2 separate regions of the Mus musculus genome follow, and region 2 is linked to region 1. The links are chromatin contacts, called in public Hi-C maps. All regions are on one chromosome and are shown on one strand. Each heading gives the region's core, a stretch centred on a gene start, on an enhancer-like site or on the middle of the called end of the contact. The rest is flanking DNA. Distances are from core to core; before and after follow the strand shown. Region 1 holds the start of Fam117b (family with sequence similarity 117, member B). Region 2 overlaps Ica1l (islet cell autoantigen 1-like).

Evidence for each region. A called contact is a pair of places that touch in the nucleus more often than the background predicts.
Region 2: a contact with region 1 is called in a Hi-C map of the G1E-ER4 cell line, with 1.9 times the contacts expected there. The contact joins the enhancer-like site here to the promoter of Fam117b in region 1. A contact is called at or near these places in 7 of 39 promoter capture datasets (embryonic stem cells, hippocampal neurons, liver and 2 more), 1 of 15 datasets of contacts at CTCF or cohesin (CD8 T cells), 1 of 484 Hi-C or Micro-C datasets (the G1E-ER4 cell line), 5 of 115 datasets of contacts at active chromatin or transcription factors (effector CD8 T cells, embryonic stem cells, memory CD8 T cells and 1 more) and 3 of 9 other capture datasets (adipose tissue, liver and pancreatic islet).

Annotation. Positions count from the first base shown.
Region 1 is chr1:59,909,329-59,915,395 of GRCm38.p6, reverse strand. Fam117b (family with sequence similarity 117, member B) reads right to left here and starts at 2,390. Exons shown (of 8, transcript NM_001037725.3): 1 at 1,644-2,390. The coding sequence starts at 2,232.
Region 2 is chr1:60,010,193-60,016,259 of GRCm38.p6, reverse strand. It overlaps Ica1l (islet cell autoantigen 1-like), which reads left to right. Exons shown (of 11, transcript NM_027407.4): 4 at 425-548; 5 at 2,242-2,440; 6 at 6,026-6,067. Among named protein-coding and RNA genes, the nearest start is that of Ica1l, 30 kb to the left of the region's middle. Within about 2 kb of position 3,734, at least 5 of the 459 cell types and tissues checked have an H3K27ac peak or open chromatin away from gene starts, as enhancers often do. A contact at or near this core is called in the G1E-ER4 cell line, where this site is marked.

The sequences.
Region 1 (6,067 bases), core at 1,141-3,640:
AAGAAGACATCAGACATCGGCCAGTGGTGGCCCTTTAATCCCAGCACTTGGGAGGCAGAGGCAGGCGGATTTCTGAGTTCGAGGCCAGCCTGGTCTACAGAGTGAGTTCCAGGACAGCCAGCAGGGCTATACAGAGAAACCCCAGTCTTGAAAAAAGAAAAAAAAGCCATCAGACATTTACACTTGAGTAAGACTGAGAGACCTACCAACAAGCAGTATCCCTCACACCTAGTTTAAGAGTAACTACTCCGTTTTTTTCTGGTTTTGGAGGGTGGGGAGTGGGGGAGGGGGTGCCTTTGGAAAATATGAATGAGCACACAAGGAGCCCAATGTCCCCGGAAATAAAGCCTCCTTCACATTTGACTGTTTACCCTAATCAAGTTCTCCTCAGGGTGTGTTGCAAATCAACTCTTTAAAATTCTGTTATCAGATTGAGGGGCCCAGTCTCCTTCCTTGTCTACTGCCCACTTAAGCAGCTCATCTACCAGACACCAGATGCACTATCCTAGCTCCAGAAACTCAATGGCAAACTGCAGAAATCTTGTCCAGCATGCATGTAATTTTGGTGTGCAATGTATCTCTCAGACGTTCTCTTATACATTAGAAGTTGCTCCCTTGATCTAATTTGAAGACTTGTTCTCTGTGGCATACAAGCAGAGTCAAAGCTCACCTGTCACCACTTGTTCTTAACCCATCTAAAGGAAAATATGAAAGCTAAAATGAGGTCGTGTATGAAAACCACTTGCCCATTATTGAAGGGAGGGAATCCTCTTAACATCTTTTAAAAGCATTTTGTAGCCTGGCAAAGTAGCATGCTTTTGACTCCAGCACTCAGAAGGCAGAGGCAGTTGGTGAGGCTAACCTATCTACATGGTGAGTTACAGACCAGATGAGGCTACAGGGAGCCTGTTTCAAAACGCAAACAAAAAATAAAAAATAAACATAAAAAACCAAAGCAAAACAAAATGGGCAGGCCTTTAATCCCAGCACTAGGAAGGCAGAGGCAGGCAGATCAAGGCCAGCCTGGTCTACACTGCAAGTTCCAGGTCAGCCAGCGGTAGTGAGAGTGTTGGGGGGGGGGGGGTGCGGGAAGCAAAGAATAAGTCTAAGAGAAATAAAACCAGTATCTCAGAAACACACTCAGACCCTCAGGCTAGCTATCTACCATTTACGTATATGTGTAAACACATACATAGACCTATGCACACACCCCAAAGCAATCTTGCTTAACTTCTCCCTTCTTGCTACTCATTAAGTCTTACGAAATGCAAAAACTGCTCCCAGCTTCACAACTCTTCAATGATCCAAATCCGCCTTTGCTGATGCATTCAGTCCTCCAGATCCGAAACTGTTTTGTGGAACAGAAACACTAAGCAGCACACAAGTGCTATTTGCAAGCATTAACCGCGTCACCAAAAGTGACAGGACCAGCCCCAGCAGTAGCGACGCAAGGCCAAACCCCAGGGTTTATGATTTCCACAAATTGAGCCCAGGCCCAAGGTTAGCGGCCGCACCTCCACGGCGGAGACCCGCACGGGCAAGACGCAGGGGTGGCGGACCGCACGCCCCGCCCCGCCCCGCCCCGCCCCACCGGAGCGCTGCAGTCCCCACTCGGCGGCACAGGACCCCTGTCCTCCACGTACCTGCTTTGCACACCGGGGCGCTGGGGCTCCTCTTCTCCGCCGAGGGTCGGCCCTGCTCTGGGGACCTCCTCCGGTGGCGGACGCGGGCGGAGGGTGGGGCCGCAATCACCTCGCTCGGCCACAGGTGGGTGGGCGACGAACTGGGCGACGACACGGTGCCCAGCAGGGGCGGTGGCGGCTGCGGGCGCGGAGGACTGCTTCGGGCCCCAGGCGCCGTGCCGCGCGTGGGGCTGGTACCGCGCGTGGACGTCACGGACGCTCCCGTCTGCGTGGCCACCGTGGGGCTGGTACGCGCCGCCGCGCTGCCGCCGCCGCCGCGCGTGGGGCTGGTGCTGCGTGAGGCGGTGCGCGGGCCGCCACTGCCGCCGCCGCCCGAGGGGCCTGAGGCGCCTCCGTTGCCTCCGTTGTTGCCGCCGCCGCCGCCGCCCCGCGTGGGGCTGCCATGTTGCTGCTGCTGCTTCAGCTGGAACGGCACCGTCGCCCTCATGGGCTGCAGGCGGCTCCCAGGGCCCCCGGGCGGGCCGACCGCGCCACCCGCGAGGGCGCCGGCGGGCGTGGGAGACCCATTGCGCCTCACCCGCTGGGACATGGTCCCCCCGCCCCAGAGACGGCGGCCGGGGGTGCTGGGCGGCGGGGACCGGCTGCTCGGGGCCCGAGGGAAGGCCTGAGCCAGCGGGTGACGTAGCCTGACTTCAGGACCAGGGGGCGCGCGGGCAGCGACGGGCACCGACGAGGTGATGCAGCCGCCGCCGCGGCTCCTCATCAACAATAGTGTCTCCTCCGTTGTCCCCGCCCCCTGCCGCCGCTCATTGGTGTAGCGTCAGCGCGCTCGAGCCACTCGGCCTCGCTGATTGGCTGCGCGCATCTCGGCTCCCGAGGCTGCTTCTGCTCTTTAAAGAGAAAGAGGCCCGCCCCCGAGGGGTCGGGCGGCGGAGGAAACCGGCCGTGGCAGGAGGAGGGGTGCGGAGGGAACGCTTGTGGCTTGTGTAGAGGGATGCGGGGGTGGGGGGTGAGGGGGGGTTGCGTGCGTGTGCGGACGTGTGTGCGTGCGTGTGTGTGTGTGTACACGTGCGTGTACGTGTAGGCGCGCGCCCGGCCACGCGCGTCCCTGTTTCCCGCTGGAGGGAGCCCCTGGGACTCCGGGAATTTGGCCAAAGGGACGGACTGTACGGGACCACGGTGTCCCCGGGGATGGTCTGAACCGACTCTTTCCCTCTGAAACTCATTTCCTTACAGCAGTGGTGTCTGTAAGTTAACACGTACGCACATCTCTTTGGAGACTCCCCTCACCCCCGCCCCCCAATCTTTTTGTTCTGCCCTAATTCCATCTACCTATGAGCAGGGCTCTAAAATAAAAGAACTTTAATTCTAGGGTATTTTATATCTTTCTTCTCTTTTCTTTTTGGCGCTACAAAGATTCAAATATCAGAACGATTATATTTGCAGGTTAGAATGCAACTTTAGATGGTATCTGTGAAGTTCAGTTATCGAGTAGTGTTGCTACTAGCCCCCACCCTTATAGATCTCAAGTAATAAAGAATTTATTTAATCAGTTACTTTACAGTTCCCTTATACCTTAGAAAGATGCAAGTTTATAAAGTGCTGTGGCCTCCACTTGCTCCTCTCTATTTGAGACAGAACTGGGTGCACCACCCATATTTATTTATTTATTTATTTATTTATTTATTTATTTATTACATTTATGTATCTGGTTTGTGAATAAGCATGTGCATGCATGTAGAGGTCAAAGGACAGCCTGTTCTTTTCTAACATGTCTGTGCAGGGAATCAGACTCATGCATCAGACTGAGCCGTTTCATTGGCCCACCATTCATAGTTTAGTCTGGTGGAGAAAATAAGTCTCCATGGCTTTCATAAGAACTCTCTGAAAGGCAAGAAATTCTAAAGTAATCATAATACGCGGGTTCCTCTTCAATTAAAAAGTCGACATGCAGACTGCACGTGGCATCCTTAATCCCTTTATGGCTTTAATAGCTATACATTCTAAAAAGATCCCTTAACCAAGGCGTGGTGGTTCTGGTAACAGGTTCTAGGCCTCAAGCCCTATTGGGTTCCTGTAGAAAGCTGTTAGATAGGTTCCTAGGGTCCTGGAGACAGTCAGATCCCCCACATAGCCTGTGATCTCAGGTATGTCCATAAACAAGTTTCTTATTTGTAAGGTGCAGCTAAGCAATACCATCTGCTACAGACAGTTCTAAATATTAACCAAGGATTTGATGAGAAGAGGCTGTGCAGGAAGTTCTCAGAACTCCTTTTCTAGCAGTCTCTCTCCATTCATTCATTCATTCATTCATTCATCATTGTACATATATGTGTGCATCCCAACAGACAAAACCTCAGAAAAGACCTCAGAAAAGTAAAGACATTCTGTTACTAAGTCTTTCTGTCTTACTCAAGTGTAAATGGCCAATGGCTTCCTTTTGAAATATATTCTGGTATCCTAGGCTCTCTGATAATTTGTTTTGTTTGTTACTGACCTAAAGGCCTCCTTTTTTTAAGCTAAAAAACTGTTTTCATCAGATAAGCTGTATTAGATCAAAAGTTAAAATGGTTTGCATAGTTAAAACATGGTCTGCTGAAGCTAGTTGCTTAGTTCCTTTTTTTTTTAAACAGGTAGAGTCCCATATAGTTCAGACTAGCCTGAAACTCACTATGTAGCTGAGGACAGTCTTAGATCCCTGATCCCTCTTTTCTCCACCACTTGAAAATTAAGCTTTATAGGGCTGGAGAGATGGCTGAGCGGTTAAGATCACTGACTGCTCTTCCAGAGGTCCTGAGTTCAATTCCCAGCAACCACATGGTGGCTCACAACCATCTCTAAGGGATCTGATGCCTTCTGGTGTGTCTGAAGACAGCTACAGTGTACTCAACATAAAATAAAAAGAAAGAAAGAAAGAAAGAAAGAAAGAAAGAAAGAAAGAAAGAAAGAAAGAAAAGAAAATTAAGATTTATGCCACCATGGCCAGTTGGAACTCAAAACTGACTGATGTCTCCTTTGTTCACGTTTTCCTGTAGCTGTGTTTCTCACAGGATCACAGATCCAATGGGTATGAAAAAACAAAACAAAACAAAACAGCCCTTTTATCTCATTTAACCTGCCTGCTTAATTCATAGACCTAGAGCTGAACTTTCAATGAGAACCAGTATTAGTCATTGAAGCCGCCTTTATACTAAAGGCTATTGTAGTTACTTGTAAATTAAAAACTATGTAATCATCAGAATATCTTAGCAATCAAAACATAAATAGTTAGAATTGTAGCATTGGGTGCCTTGGAGTAGTTCTGGGGGGTTTTTTTGTTTTGTTTGGTTTGGTTTTGTTTGGTTTGTTTTGGTTTAGTTTTTTTTTTTTTGGTTGTTGTTGTTGTTGTTTTTTTTGTTTTTTTTTGTTTTTTGTTTTTTTTTGGTTTTTCAAGACAGGGTTTCTCTGTGTAGCCCTGGCTGTCCTGGAACTCACTTTGTAGACCAGGCTGGCCTCGAACTCAGAAATCTGCCTGCCTCAAGTGCTGGGATTAAAGGCGTGTACCACCACCGCAGGGCTTGGTTCTGTTTTTAAGTGAATGGAAATGAATAAAAGCATCCTTAGCTGTCATCCTGGTCCATTGAAGAATCAAGGCAAACAATACATCAAGGTAAGGTAGGAGTCTTTGTGCTCTGGCTCCTCTCTGAAGAGTGGCCTTGTTTGTCAAGAATCAGGCGAATCAGGCAAATAAGCACCCTTCTGCTTGAACCCCACGCCCCTCAGGAAATGATTCTTTCCAAGGTTGAAATGTGACTTATGAAATTTTAGGCAAGAAGCAACACATTTGAATTTATCTGTATTTGAACTCGAGGTTCTTCCAGGTGTGAGGCAATCCCAGCACAGCAAAATAGTAACACACGAACCTCAGAAGATAAAATTATTGACAGACTTATTTGCTTCTGGGTCTGCTCAACTCTTTACAAGAAAGAAGTTATAAATTTAAAATTTTTTAATATATATATCTGAGTAATTTGCCTGTGCTTCAGGGCATCCAGTGTTCATGGATACCGGAAAGCAGTGGGTGTTGGGTGTGCTGGAAATAGAGTTACAGATGTTTCCTAGCTGCTATGTGGGTGCTGGGAATTGAACCCAGTTCTGTTAACCTCTGAACCATGTTTCCTATTCCCAAGAAAATGTTTGGTTTTTTTTAAAGAATTATTTATTATACATAAGTACACTGTTGCTGTCTTCAGATATACCAGAAGAGGGCATCAGATCTCACTATGGGTGGTTGTGAGTCACCATGTGGTTGCTGAGATTTGAACTCAGGACCTCCGGGAGAGCAGTCAGTGCTCTTACTCGCTGAGCCATCTTGCCAGCCCAAAAATGGGTTTTTATGACTCTTATTTTTTCTTTATTTTTTTTCAAGCTCCTTTAATTATAAT
Region 2 (6,067 bases), core at 2,485-4,984, 100 kb before region 1:
ATCGGTTAACTGTCAGTTTTGCAGAAGAAAGTTCTGCTGACTCGGCATCTAAAGTGCCCAGAGCTAAACAGTGTGTTCCAGACTGTCAACGTCAGCCTCTGCCCAGCAGGTGGGCGAGAAACTCACACATGAGACTGTTTCTTCCCCTTGTGATTCTTTATTAAAAATTTAAATTACATGTGTGTGTGTGTGACTGTGTGTGTCTGTGTTTACCCACGTGCCACAGAACATGTGTGGAGGTCAGAGGACAACCTGGAGGGGTCAGTTCCCTCCTTGCACAAGTGGAACCCACTTGTTCCACTGAACTCAGGTGGTCAGGCTTGCTGGCAAACACCTTAACCTGTAGAGTCGTGTGTTCTGCCTGTTATGTTTTAAGCAAATGGTGAAATGAGAGAATTAACTAAACTTTCATTCTTTTCCCTAGTTATATCAGAGGAAGAAAATGAACTAGGACTCTTTTTAAAGTTTCAAGCAGAGCGGGATTCGACTCAAGCTGGCGAAATGATGGATGCTGCTGGCAAGGCCCTCTGTTCTTCAGCCAAGCAAAGGTTCAACACAGCTCTCTTCACCCTTGGATTGTAGTCATGTGACCCTCCTGATGTGTGCTAAGTTTGCAAAGAAAGGCTACTGCTGATTCCTTTTTTTTGTTTGTTTGGTTTTTGTTTTGTTTTGTTTTTCGAGACAGGGTTTCTCTGTGTAGTCCTGGCTGTCCTGGAACTCACTCTGTAGACCAGGCTGGCCTCGAACTCAGAAATCCGCCTGCCTCTGCCTCCCAAGTGCTGAGATTAAAGGCGTGTGCCACCAATGCCTGGCTTTTTTTTTGTTGTTGTTTTTTCTTTTCTTTTCTTTTTTGTGATTGCCAATTCTAATAAGGCAATGAAAGGTGTTTCAAGAGAAATGTGTTTAGGGATATACTTTTTATTCTAGTTAATCATTTGCATTCAAAAGAATTACATAAAAATTGGTGCTCTTGAATTCCTAAAAATAGCATTTTGGATTATATTTCTATTTCTCAAATGGTTTACTATAATAGAATTACAGAACAGCTAATATTTCAAATACGTGTTTGTATTTTTTCTGTGTTGGTGTTTTCCTCTATGAGGTTGACCAGAGGAGTCTGGCCTCATGTGTCTTAGCAGGTGTTCTGCCTCTGAGCTGCACCCTCCACTCACTCACTTTTGACATTATAGTATCTCTTATTTCATGGAAAAGTTACTTTTTAAATAGAGTTTTTTCTCTTTTTAGAAAGGTTACTATGTAGCCCAGGTTAACCTTGAACTCATAGATATTCACCTGCCTCTGCCTACCCATGTGCTGTAATTAAATGCGTGCACCACCATACCCAGCCTGATTTTCTTCTTTCTTAATTTGACACTTTCCACTTATTATTTCACAGTGTTTAGCATAAAGATATGGGTTATAAAGACTGCCATATATCTGTATGTAAATGTAGCTGAATCCTTGTATTACAGACAAAGTCAGAAAACTGACCTCCTCGGCCCTGTGATGGCTGGCCCAGGTGGCTTAATTCTGCAATGCCATATTAGTGCAGAAATCCTCCTTAAGGAGTAGAGCCAGACAGTCCAGGGCCCTCCCAAGCCTCCGTATCAAAACCAGCCTTAGCCCAGGGGGGGTTGAGTTGTGTTCCTTAAATATCTGTTTTTCTATCCTCATCTCAGCTGCCAAGAACTGCCCCCATCATTAGTTTTCCTAGTATTTTTATCAAATCTTTTGGGGGTTTTTTTGTTTGTTTTGGTTTGGTTTTTGGTTTTTTGAGACAGAATTTCTCTGTATAGCCCTGGCTGTCCTGGAACTCACTCTGTAGACCAAGCTGGCCTCAAACTCAGAAATCCGCCTGCCTCTGCCTCCCGAGTGCTGGGATCAAAGGCGTGTGCCACCACGCCTGGCTTATGAAATGTTTTGAACCCAAGTGTTCTCTATACTTGCCAACTGGATAATCTCTGTAAATTGTGTTGTGTTTTGGAGCACAGGTTCTGTGTTGCTTTAGAATTCTAACACCAGGTGTGCCTGGTGGGTTATTTTATATCTGGATCAACTTTAGATATTTATATATCTGTAGAAACATGTTCCCCAGTAACTCAGGGTCTGTTTTCTAAGTCTTCAAAGCGCGTCAGGAATTTCCTCCTTATGACTCAGCTCCACGATAAATACATGTTGCAATGTGTCTAGAATTTTGTTTATGGATGTACAATCCTCTGATCTTTACCCCCGCGCTATTAGATTGGCCTTGTGTACTCCCCTGTCTCGTCTTAAGCAAGAAGTGGCAACATTCAGTCAGAGGGCCATTTCTGACACCTTGGTGACCATTAACCGCATGGAGCGGGCCCGCACAGAGTACAGAGGAGCCCTGCTGTGGATGAAAGATGCATCGCAGGAACTTGACCCAGACACCTTCAAACAAATGGAAAAGTTCAGAAAAGTAAGAAATGTATCCTTTTCCTTTCTTTAGGTTGGTTTATGTCTTTTATGTATGTGAGCACTTTGCCTGCTTATCTGTCTATACTCCATAAGAGAGCATTGGATCGAATTATAGATGGTGGTAAGCTGCCATGTCCTTGTTGGGAATTGAGTTCAGGACCTCTGAAAGAGGAGCAGCCAGTGCTTTTACTGCTAAGTCATCTAAGATTGGATCTCACTGTATAGCCCAGGCTGGACAGGAGTGCACGTTCCTGCCTGGCTTCCTGAGAGCTGGGGTTACAGGTGCATGCCGCTGCACCCGGCTCTAGACTCTTCTTTTGAAAATTAGGTTTTCTTTTTGTAAAAAAATATTTATTTATTTTATGTATATGAGCACACTGTCACCATCTTCAGACACACCAGAAGAGCATCCAATCCCAATACAGATGATTGTGAGCCACCATGCAGTTGCTGGGAATTGAACTCAGGACCTCTGGAAGTGCAGTCAGTGCTCTTAACCACTGAGTCATCTCTCCAGCCCCCAAAATTACGTTTTAATATCACCTCTTGGTTGCTTGGATATTTCGGCAGATGCATTCTGAAGGGCACCTCACTCTCAGTCTTATCTTTTTTTTATCTCTTTCACAAGAGCTCTAATCATGTTTTAAATATTGTTTACCTACAATTTTGGAATTTATGTACAGATAGAAAATAGTTTATTGTAGTGGGAAAATATATAATTGCTGAAGTGAAAATGATTCTTAGTTCTAATGAAAAGTGGAGATTATTACATTTTTCATTTTGCTACAGTACTTATAAATATATTTTGTTAAATAAATTTATTATAAATTATATCCCCTATGGATGAAGATATAGCTCATTGGTAGAGTCCATACACACACACACACACACACACACACACACACACATATACACATACATATATACATGTATGTGTACTTTAAATTCACTATATATGCATATTAAAGTTCATTCAGGAATTCATTTCCTATATAAACCTATAATAAAGTCACAGTATTTAATGCTGATGGAGCCTCCCTTGTACCAGGCACTGCAAGTGACTTGCCTTGTATCTTAGTTCCGTTGTTGCTGTGATAAAACACCATACCAAAAGCAACGTAGGGAGGAAAGGGTATTTTCAGCCTTCAGTTCCATGGAACAGAGGAATCTGGATGGGAACTCAAGCAGAGAAGGACCCTGGAGGCAGGAGCTGAGCAGAGGCCACAGAGGAGTGCTGCCTGCCTCCTGCCTGCCTGCCTCCTGCCTGCCTTCTGCCTCCTGCCTCCTGCCTCCTGCCTGCCTGCCTGCCTGCCTGCCTGCCTGCCTGCCTGCCTGCCTGCCTGCCTGCCTGCCTGCCTGCCTCCTGCCTGCCTGCCTGCTGGTGGTTTGTTCTTTGTGGTGTGCTTAGTCTCTTTCTTACAGCACTTGAGACCATTAGCCCAGGTACTAAAATGGTGAGCAGTACCTTCACACACCAATCAAGAATATGCCCGACGGGCTCACCCCCAGCCCATCTGTGTGGGGTGGGTGGGGGCATTTTTCTCCCTTGAAGTTCCTTCTTCCAAAACGGTTCCAGTCGTGTCAAGGTGACATAAGACTATTGAGCAGAAGTCATTGATTACTCCCGGCAGCCCGGGGAACTTGGTGAATACCTGACCCGAGCCCTGTCCTAACCCCATTATAATCCTTGCTAGTAACATTTAGTCTGGAGAGTGGCTGGATGCCACCAAGAATCACAAGCGTCACCAAGGTCTGCATTTTCAAATGGTTGACTGTATATCACATGAGTTTCACTTCAGTGAAAACAAAACAAAAATACAGATTCCTGCCTGGCTGTGGTGGCCACACCTTTAATCCCAGCACCCAAGAGCCAGAGGCGGTGATCTCTGTGAGTTCGAGGACAGCCTGGTCTACAGAGCGAGAGTTTCAGGACAGCCAAGGCTACACAGAAAACCTCTATCTGGAAGGAAAAACAAAACAAAACAAAACAAAACAAAACACCAAAAAACCCAACCAGATTTCTATCCCGTTCCTTTCAGAATCCTGCAAGGTCTGGTCCCTCATCTCCACAGAGCCTTCTTCTTATTCCTGCTTCTTGTGCCCCCAGGGATCTGCTCTACCTGGCTCCTCCTCGGGAACCCTTCCCTGGTGGTGGACTGCTTACCCCGAGAGTCTTGGGGTAGCCTGGTCACCATCGTGCTGTCCAGCACAAACCTCCCGCTTGCCAGGGGCCTCCTGAGCACCGGATGGTCACTGAGTTCCCCTCACTTGTCTGTGTGTTTCCAAGCAGAGTTTCTCCTGTAATTGTGTCTTTCTCCTATCCCTCGCTACCTGACAATGATGACATGAACATTTGTTTGCCACAGTGTCTCAGTTCCTAGAATAGTGTTTCATAAACTAGACAACTTGTGAATATTAGTTAAGTCAATGCATGAGTAAACATCTTCAAAAGTCAGTATTTATATTATCCAATGACATTCATTAAGAAATAATTTATATACATATTCCTGAATGATTTAGAAATATTAATGTCTCCCAACATTTTACTATGGCTTCTTATTCTGCTAAAATGCTTATTACTTTTTATTACATTTTTAAACATTTTATTACATTTTACTTTTATTATAAAATGTAATTTTTATTTATTGTTTATGAGATACATACATACCACTAGAATATGCTCATCTTTAAATATTGTTTGTTTGTATGCTTGTTTGGTTGGTTGATTGATTTTGGAGACAGGGTTTCTCTGTGTAACCCTGGCAGTCCTAGAACTCACTCTGTAGACCAGGCTAGCCTTGAACTCAGAGAGCTCCCATGGCCTCTGCCTCCTGAGTGCTGGGATTAGAGGTGTGTGCCACCACTGCCTGGCCACACTTTGTGTGACATTCATTCCTTTATTGTGTGTGTGAGCACAGGCCATAGAATGCATGTGAATACAGAAGACAGCTTCTGTGCATTGGTTCTCACCTTTCACCCCGTGAGTCCCTAGGCTCAAGCCCAGGTCACCAGACCTGGTAGCAGGGACCTTTGCCCACCAAGTCATCTCCTCAGCCCTTTTTTTTCTTCTTCTTCTTCTTCTTCTTTTAGCTTAATGCTGTACATAATCCTAAACATTTCAGATATTTAACTGGAATACATTTTTTTTCTTCTCAACTATATGATTTTCATTTTTTATCTCTCACCCATGGGACAGCTATTGGAGTGGCAGTGAGCTGGCTCAGAGGGCAGAGGCACTCGCTACCAGCCTGATGATTTGATCTTCAGAACTCAAATAGTGGAAGGAGAGAACCTCCTCCCACAGGCTGTTCTCTGATGCACATACACACACACACACACACACACACACACACACACACACACACACACACTGCAGCATAAGTCAATGTTTTAAAAAAAGAAAGATATGAGAAAGACTCTCCTACACTTATCAAAAATAGCTAAGGTCTCCATCATTTACCACAAGATGACAATCACACAGAGAAGAGAAACTGTTGTGATTCCACGTGTATGAGAAAAATTTATTTCAGACCTACTAGATGTCCATCTTTGGTGTTGATAATAACTGACATTTTTGCGATTGCAGGTACAGAATCAAGTGAGAAACAGCAAAGATTCTTTTGACAAG